Regions from separate parts of the Danio rerio genome. Here region 2 is linked to region 1. A link is a contact called in public HiChIP or PLAC-seq data. All regions are on one chromosome and are shown on one strand. The core of a region is the stretch at or near the end of the contact, and the rest is flanking DNA. Distances in the headings are between cores, read along the strand shown. Region 1 has its middle 39 kb from the start of cd34. Region 2 overlaps plxna2 (plexin A2).

Region 1 (5,169 bases), core at 1,919-4,418:
TACTTTTCTGAAGTTATATTATTAAGGAAAAAGTCTAAATGTGCGAATAATAAACAAATTTACATCAGTCAGTTGAACATCTAAAATGCATCGTGGTGTTAAGACTTTGTTTACACGTTTTCCGTGTACTGTGTTTTGTTTTACCTGTAGTGGTTCACAAAGAAAGACGTCATTGGCATCTTTTCGTCTGGATGGCTTTAAGTTAATGTCCATTTAATTCGGCGCAATTCAGCAGTTACCGCTCCAATAAATGTAAAATACACTGTAACGATTCAGCTTGTGAGCGAGTTGCTCGAATTGTTGTCTGAATCGCGAATCGATTCAGATGATTCTTTAAATCCGTTTTACGAATGCTTCGACATTTCTGCGACATAGAGCCAGAGATAGACTATTAACCATTATTTAAAACTTATGTGTATCTGTAAGAAGGCTATCGTGATACCAACTAATGTTTTACAAACTGAAATAATAAAATAGAGCATTATTTAATTCAGTGGTTCAAAATTGTGCGAATTTACTAATGTAAGCCTATGGCCATAACTGCTTATGCATCCATATTTGTATTGTATAATGCACTGTGCACAGTATCAAGATTCTTTTTAATTTTTTTTAATTATTATTTTTGCAAATGTATGTGTGGTACAAAGTGTTTGAAGCCTGGAATGAAGTCACATAATAGCCTTCGATTAAGCAATATTTATGTTAAGTTGCTTAAAAAATATAGCACCTATTCTTCAAGCTGCATCATCTATGACTGCACATTAACAATATCAAATGGAAATATGTTTGTAAAAAATAGCACTGAATACATCTATATTCATTCCTGTTATCACCAAGAGATAAAGTACATCCAGGTCATGGTTATCAAAGAATAACATACCTTGGAATGTCACGAGTGACCAATCAGAATCAATTATCCCAGAGTTCCAGACAAAAATGAACGTATGAATGTTAATGTTAGTGTATGGGTGTTTCCCAGAACTAGTGGCTACTAGGATATCCGCTGCATATGCATAGTTGGCGGTTTATTCCGCTGTGGAGACTCGATCCTGACAAAATAATAATAATAATAATAATATATTATTATATTATAATAATATACAATAAGGCGTCACAGTGGCACAGTGAGTTGCATGATCGCCTCACATTAAGCTAACTGATTCAAGCCTCAGCTTGCATGTTCTCACTGTGTTTGCGTGGGTTTCCCCCACCGTCCTAAGACATGCAGTATGGGAATTGAATACGCTAAAATTGGCCATAGTGTGTATGTGTGTGTGTGTAAAACAGTATGTATTGGTGTTTTCCAGTGTTAGGTTGCGGCTGGAAGGGCATCCGCTGCACAAAGCATGTGCAACCTCTAAATAATAAAGAGACTTTAACGTATGAATGAATATACAATAATAATAATATCACTAAATACATTAAATTCATTCTCCATGTTATCACCAATGGGAAAAGTACATCTAGGTCATTGTTATCACAGAATAACAAACCTTGGAATGTCACGCATGACCAATCAGAATCAATTATTCCAGAGAGCTGCGAAATAATGCTCATTATTGGGTCTAAAATTGTAATTCTTTCTTTTTTGTTGACCATTTACCTTTGCTCACCGATCTTTAAAACACTTAGAGACCTATATCTGTTTTTCCAGTAGAAAATGCAGTGTATGTATGTGTGTGTGTTGGGGGATTGTGTGACACAAGAAGTCAGAGATTAAACACACACATATATATCCACACTTCCAACCACTGCAGCAGGGTGTTTTCTGGTGTTGGCCCCACGAAGGCGTGTGTTGTCACAGCTGTGAGGGTCGTGGAGTTTTCCCTTGCCTCACACTGATGGTTAGATAGCCTTGCTGAGGGATAGATTGAGAGAAGTTCAAGAATGTTATGTGTCAGAGTTCAGGCCACACCAAGGGAGGAGAGGTCGGAGGATCCCAGGAGAGTCTGTTATCGTCACAGAGAGAGAGGAGAGGGAGAGAAAAAAAAGAGGACGGATGAAGGGTGCAAAGTGCACTTCTACCTCATATGTTTAGGCTAGAACACTTGAAACGAAAATAAATTTTACACCAGGGATCTTTGCTTCATGTTACTTTAATAACATACAGCTTCCTGTACTGACTGAAGAACAGCTCACTTTGTAGCTCAAAGTCTTTAATAGCTTTAGAATGGGTTTGATTGGTGTAATGATGATAAATAATAATCTAACCAATGTTTAACCCTCTTTAATGGATGTTTTATGGGTATTTTTGTTTTAAATTAATTATTATAGCTAATTAATGATTATTTTTAAATTAATTAATTTTTTTTGCTGCACGATCACATAATATTTCACTGTTAGACTTTGCCGCTATTTTACAGTTATTTACTGCAAAACACCCAGTAAAATGCCACATACTGTACATTAAAACAGTTTACTATTGTAAAATACACTGTTTTGGAATTTTTAAAAAAACTTTTACAGTAACTTACTGCATATTAGGAATTTACGGTAGTCTACTGTATTCAAAGTAATCAAGTACTGCTGTAGTTGAAGACAAAAATGAAAATTAATTAACATATCGTATCACAAAATGTATTTAAAACAGATTGATGAATGAAAATTACTTGTGTTAACCATTTAAAATGGATATTATAACAATGAATAATAAAAATAGTGCTGTACATGACCTTGTCACTTGTTTAGAATTGAATAAATTCAATAGTAAATACTGAAAATTTAAATTCTGTACTGCTGGTGTAAAATGTAAATAAAATTAGAGTACTGTGAAAATAGTCATGCTGTAAAATTAAAATTGTGGTAAAGTGCATTTTACCATAAAAATAATTTATTTCAAGGCTATTTTACTGTAAAATTAAATTGTGGTAGGGCTCTGCTACTGTAAAACACGTTTACAGGTAAGTTACTTTAAAGATGCAGTTGCGGTGCCGCAATGGTGCTGCCAGTAAGTTACCTCAAAAATACAATAAATTGTCTAACAGTGTACATACAGAGGTCCTTTAGTGTGACTGTTCAATCCTCATTATAAAAGCTGAACCCTCTGGAGGTTTCTATTAGGAATAAGCAAGCTTAAGAATGTTTCCAGCTTCCTGTTTCTTGTGAGCGTTTGGACTGCTTTTGGATGTTGACACGGTCCTTATCTGTCGTAGTAGGAAGACATCTGGCCTCCACAGATCTGGGCAGGAAATGTATTAAATCAACGGCTTCCCCATTTCTAAAGGGGCCACTCCTTTTGGACAGAAGCATCTTTGGTTGGTACTTTAACTTAGCTACACACAATATTACACACATGCATATAAAACTTTCCTTTATATGGAACAAAATGATTTATTCAAAGCATATTTACTTATAGGCAATGCAATCAAGTGATCAATTAAGGGAGGGCAGCATGGTAGCTCAGTGGTTAGCACTGTCGCCTCACAACAGAAAATCACTGCTTGGATTCCCGGATAGGCTAGTTGGCGTTTCTGTGTGGAGTTTGCATGTTCCCTCCGTCTCGCATGGGTTTCCTCCGGGTACTCCGGTTTCCTCCACAGTCCAAGACAAATGCTAGGTAAATTGGATGAACTAAATTGTCCGTAGGGTATGAGTGTGAATGTTTAGAGACTTTAAAATTAAAGTCCTAAAGTTTGAAGCAGGGGTGTCCAAACTTTTTATTATGTAGGGCCAAAACCAAACTTGCTTGAGGGTGGTGGACCAAAGGTAAATAAGTTGCCATTAGTGATTTTCTAATTAATTTAATATTTAAAAATATTTAGAAAACATTGCTTTATATTACCTAATGCATTATATATTTTTACATTTTATAATGAACTTATTACAGTAAAAAAAACAATCCCATATATAACAGAATGGAGTTACACTTGTCAGGCTGCACCTGTTTTTTGCCATGGTTTGCTCGTCAATATTTTCTGGATTATCCTAGATCTATTGAGTGACAGTATTTATGTAAATATAGTTTTAACTCATTTACAGCATTTAATTGAAACAATTATTTTCAGTTTGCTCGTTTTTGTAGATCAGGAATAAAAAAACAACAATAAAAAAGTTACATTAAATTAATAATTATGATCTCTGTTAAAGGCATTCGCCCCAACCCTCCCTATCATTCTAATCTGCATGTGGGATGGTGGGCCAAATCAAAGTTTACCCTGGGCCAACTTTGGTGTTGTGACGGCCCCTTATCACGTGGACCCTTTCCCCACCACCTTCGCTATGGCGCTGGGAATTATGCCCAGTTACCTGCTCAATATTCAGTTTCAGTTGGAAGTACAGCAACATGCTGAAATAAAAGTCTCATCAACTTCATAATGACTGTAACCAGATTACTGAGTCATTTTAGGAAGCAGCCCAAGACAGGTTACTGGACAATTAGGTTGCTGTTGGAAGTGGTGTTAGTGAGGCCAGCAGGAGGCGCTCAAACTGTGGTTTGTTTGAGTCCTAATGCTCTAGTACAGCGGAGGGGACACTATACTGCCAGTGATCCCCGTCTTTTGGATGAGACGTTAAATTGAGGTCCTGACTCCCTGTGGTCATTAAAAATGGCACTTCTTATAAAGAGTAGCAGTGTAACCCTGGTGTCCTGGCTAAATTCCCTTCATCGGTCCTTACCCATCATGGCCTCCCAATCATTCTCATCCACCAAATTGGCTCGAACACTATCTCACCACTCCCCCTATAGCTGGTGTGTGGTGAACACACTGCCGCCGTTGTCCTGTGCCTGCCGTCACACCATCCAAGTGGATGCTGCACACTGGTGGTGGAGTGGGGAGACCTCCCTTGAATGATTGTGAAGCGATTTGGGTTTGGCCATGCACGATAAATGCGCTATATAAAATACACATTACTTACTTTAATTTCAGTTGTGTCATAAGCCCTTAAACTGACATCACCAGAGAAGGACTACCACCCCAAAATGCGAAAGCACATGGTCAGACTTTAAAGATTATTATTAATCGTTCACCTAATAAATAACAGTATGTGCTAGCAAAATAAACATCGTTTTCAATATTAGTTTCACACAGACTTAAACAACTTACAGTAAATAGCAATGTACTGAGAAAACTTGAGACACTGCGCACAAATGCAGTGGACTACTTCTGCAGCATATTGACATGGGGAAGAAGCTGAAAATCAAAAAACAAAAACATAACACAAACCTTTGCT
Region 2 (4,768 bases), core at 649-3,148, 400 kb after region 1:
CAAGTGCCTTAAGGTTCTCTAAATCTAACTCTGTAGGACTGTTGTAGAATACAAGAACATTTACTTAAAAAAACTGTTTACTCAAAAACAAAGGCAATAGACTGTTGAATCCTGCAATGTAGAATGGCTAGTGGCACCTCACAAAAAGAATATGTTTAATATTTTTAGACAAAATGCTAAATAACTGCCAGCATTTTCAGAATGACCGGCACCTGCGCATGACTGACTCGTGTCTTTCTGTTGCCCACTCTCTAGAGCTGTAAATGCGTCAACACCCACAATTCTCTGTGACCAATCTGGACACTGGCACCTTCCAAGTGAGAGCCTGTCCACCAACTGTTCAAGGGTAATTAGCTGCAGCAAAAAACACAGGCCTAATTACAGTGTAGCCGAATGTCAGGTCACCGTATCAACGCCATGCCTAATCCACCAATGCAGACGATAAATTATCACGCCAGGTTGTTTACAACCTGATAAAGGATGTACAGAGATAGACAAAGAAGCCATTCAGGCAGCTGAAAATGCCTTTTGAGGTAAACTAGTACTGTGTTTCTCAACCACGTTCCTGGAGGCCAACCAGCTCTGCACATTTTTCATGTCTCCTTAACCAAACACACCTGATTCAGATGATCAGCTCATTAGCAGAGACTAAAAGACCTGTTATAGGTGTAACAGACAAAGGAGACATCCAAAACATGCAGCGTTGGGGGTCCTCCAGCAACGTGGTTGAGAAACACTTGGCTAGTAAATACCAATTTTTATGCGGTGTGATTCTAAATCTGGCTCGAAACTTTAATCTCAGAGAGTAATTGCAATTGCAACCACATCTGGCTCTGCTTTGGTACACTTGAATGCATTCACGCGTCTAAAAAGCTGCAGCGGGACGCTTCACATAAACAAGAAGGGTCAAGAGTGATAGGGATCTTTGTTGTGACAGTTGGACAGTGGAGAGCACTATGTAAACAGTCAATGCTTCAAAAGAGAATGCGAGATCAATGTGTTAAAGCAAACAAATGTTGAACACACACATTATTACATGAGACTAGCACAGAGGAAGCAGATGAACTCTCTCGACAAGGGCCCATCCTGCAGGGCATGATCATGCAAGAGTCTGTCTGTGTATGCGAGGGGTGGGGGGACGGTGGAAAGCCTTGCACTGCAAAGGCAGCCCCGAATGCATTTGTACTGTTCACTCATTAAGAAATAGGTCAAGGATTCCGCCTGCATGCATCGCAACTTGTCAAAATCTCTTAAGCTAAATAGGGGCAAGCCCGTATGCCACCATGAGAGAATAGAAGAGGGGGTTCTCTTGAGGTGTAGTGCATGCTGGTGACTCGGCATGCAACTAAAATGAGCATGGTCTCATAAATGACCCACGAACCTCAAACTGTAAACTGCTCTGGAACCATGTGTAAGTTCGGACATTGTGTTTCGTTGTACAATTTACAGTATACATTAGTAGGTAAGCCATTCTGAGGTGGCAAGGGGATTGATTATCCTTCAAGAATATAACCAAACATTCAGTGAAAGCTAGAAAAAAAGGAACTTTTCCACACACAAAAAAATCTAAATACCTGGTGGACAATAAGAGAGGTGAGTGATGAGATAAAATGTTACATAAAACTGAAAGTGTTGTCAGAATGACTGGCACCATCGTAAGATTGACTTGTTGATTTCTTAAAGCATTGATGCATAGACACTCACAACACATCAAATGCCCCTCTGTCTTTGTGTAATCCACTATGGGACCCTAGGTCAGTTCAGACATTGTGGTCTATTGCTTCAATGTTCTCATCAATAGATGGTGCTACTGAACTATGTGGGCCTATACTGAGGTTTCCAGGGGGGTTGGTCATGACTATCCATCAAGCATTCCTCCTAACATTCAGTCAAAGCCCGAGAAAGACTAGCTCTACTGCAAACACTAGCTGTCTGGTGGACAATGGGAGAGATGAATGATGAGATAGCCCATACTTTAGGATCTTTACATTGCTGTTTTCATAGCTGCAGAGTCTCCTCTGAGCGTACTGATAAGGTAATCTCTCTGACCTCAAAACCCGAGCCAAGAAGATACAAGCACAAATCCAAATTGGCCCCAAAACTAACACACTTGAGCAAGGCATTTAACTGGGGCAAGCAGGATAAGCACTCAGCATGGGTCTCTTGTGGCCACCCCATTGAGTTTCGACCCTTAGCTTCTCCTCAAACGTATACATCTATCTGAGAGCCAGCGGCTAAAGAAGAGGAACAAACCCCCTTTAAGCACATAATACCCTCCAATTACCCTTCAGGAAACGCTTAATGCACCTGACTGAAATAATCAAATCAATAGCATGGGACCCTATACGCAAGAAGACAAGAGGCTTTTTGACAATCCTAACTGGCGTGCAAATCTTACTTTGGAAGCTCACGCTATGAGGAATAAAAAGGATGGCTTTTGATTCACTTCACGAATCTGATTCAAATTGCATGAATCTGGTCAGGTAAAGGAAAGAAGGAAGCAGGTAAAGTTGATGGGTGTGCACCCAGTGGAGACTTGTCCTCTTGGCTTTGTGTAGTTAACCTTATTGATTAAAGAGCCTGTGATCTGGAGATGCTCTACAGCCTCCTCTGTCTCTCAGCGCCTCATCAAAGAGAACAAACTACAAAGCCTCGCAGTGAGCAGAACAACATACAGAATGTAATCACACTCTACCATGCATAGGGGAGTCAAACCTACACAAGTGACAATGCTTTCAGATAAGCAATGTTTAAACCACTGGCTTATGGGACACTGCAGGGGGCCTTTACACAGCAGTGTGAATTGTACTTTGGTTAAATAATCAAGTCAGAAACTTAAAAAAGAATCCACACAGCCTCGGCAAAACATGGCAATGGTATCATTGTGGGAAACGAATCACTTGCTTGATTATTCATTTATTTTGCATTACTAATTCACATTACATATAACACATGCTGATTAGCGGCACTGAAAATGCTGCTTTTTTAAAACATGCATGCATGACATCATCATATCTGGCTAGACTCACAAGACTAGCAGAATGCCAGTGGATTAAATGTGGAATGTATACTGAAAAAAATAGGAGATCATCTGTTTACTTTACAGGATTACAACCGAAATGGACAGTCAGGCAGCCAAAGATGCAATAACTCTGAAAAGGGTTATGAAACAAAAGCTAAGCAAAGAGAAATTCACTTAGACTACATGATATATAATGCGCAGAAACTTCTATTATGTCATACACATTAATAAAGCCTATTCACAGTCATTTTCAAAGGGGCCTCATTGCTCAGTAAGAGCAATCAGACAAATTAGTGGTACTTGAAGACAATCAAATGGTAGTGTCTGTTACAATTAAGTTTCCCTATTTCAGTGAAGCCTAAACTAGAGCCTGGGGGCCAAAGTTTGCCCAAGGTAACCTTTAAGTTGGCCCGCCATCCCATCTGAGAAGAGAGAGAGAGAGTGATGGGGATGATTTAGACATTGTCAACTCAGGTTTAATGTAACCCTTTGTTTGTTTTAATTATAGATAAAAGCTAACTGAAATTTAATGTTTCAATTAAATGGTGGAAATTAATCTGATATTGTTTAAATGTTCTACTGTCATTGACAATGCAGAGACTTTGGTGAGCAAATCAAGTCAGAGGCAGATTCTGCTTGACTATCAGCATTGAGCTCCACTGTGCTATAAATGTGATTGTTTGTACTTATTGCAATAAATGATCATTTAAAAATGTATACTCCATTAGTTAATATGATTTAAAGTAAAGTTTTCTATTAATTTTGAAATATTATGAAGAAATAGGACATTACCTACAGCAACTTTAATGTAATATAGGCTAGTTTGGCATATTTAACTTCGGCCCACGGCTCTCAATGATATTTGGTTTTTGATCCTTCATACAAAAACGTTTGGGCACCCCTGCCATAGCTTATCGGAAAAGCAGAGCAAAGTAGTGTTAATTTACTTTATTAAGCTATGCTAGTAATAATGTTGTGTGCAGTTTCTATAAAACTAGCCGGGCAGCGGTGTAGCAACCAAGGGGTCCACTCTTAGACACAGACTATTTATAACAGCTGATTAATAAACTAAACTTTCAGATCTCATTTAGCTGTCCCCCCACTTTTAAAATATCATCTATGCCCCTGTAGCCAGGTGATTCTAAAATAGCCTTATTTAGCTTTAAAGCTGATTTGTTTTTGTTTTTTTATGTCATTAATAGTAACCATAAATATCTTGATGAGCTAGACACCTTTTTGTGATTACATGTGAAGTGTAAAACAACCAAATCTATAATGTGTTGACTATTACCGTCTTTGTACCGGCCGGTCTTAATGGAAAGTGTTCGAGCAGCCACTGTTGCTATGGTTACCCTCAGGCGAACGCGGTTTTTGTGAGCGTTAATTTGGTACACCGGTGAACTTGTACCCTAACTTTTGTGGATACTGAAATGTTTGAAAACGCCCTTGAAACATATAAAAGCACACTCGCGGTGCTTCCGTTAGATTATGGATAGAATATAGATCTCATTTTCCTTGAAACTCGATTAATTCAGTCGTTTTCAGTAGCACTGCTCTGCTTTTCAGTTCATGAATGAGCCGTTTTCTCCCTGCCGACACGCCGTCTCAGGTCAAACCGCTGTTTCGCTTCAACACGGAGATAAAAACGATGATGTGAAGAGGTCACGCTCGAGATGAATTCACCTCATCTTCCTCACTGAAAGCGCCGTTTGATTGTGTTAGTCAGACCGATTAATATCTTCCCTG

Evidence for each region. HiChIP or PLAC-seq counts read pairs in DNA pulled down with a chosen protein or histone mark.
Region 2: an H3K4me3 HiChIP or PLAC-seq map of embryo shows a contact between it and region 1, with 6 times the contacts expected there. The contact joins two enhancer-like sites. A contact is called at or near these places in 1 of 18 Hi-C or Micro-C datasets (hematopoietic stem cells) and 1 of 4 datasets of contacts at active chromatin or transcription factors (embryo).

Annotation. Positions count from the first base shown.
Region 1 is chr23:35,480,868-35,486,036 of GRCz12tu, forward strand. No RefSeq gene overlaps it. Among named protein-coding and RNA genes, the nearest start is that of cd34, 39 kb to the left of the region's middle. Within about 2 kb of position 3,169, at least 8 of the 62 cell types and tissues checked have an H3K27ac peak or open chromatin away from gene starts, as enhancers often do.
Region 2 is chr23:35,883,618-35,888,385 of GRCz12tu, forward strand. The region is part of intron 8 of plxna2 (plexin A2); the gene reads right to left. Among named protein-coding and RNA genes, the nearest start is that of dre-mir-205, 350 kb to the right of the region's middle. Within about 2 kb of position 1,899, at least 5 of the 62 cell types and tissues checked have an H3K27ac peak or open chromatin away from gene starts, as enhancers often do.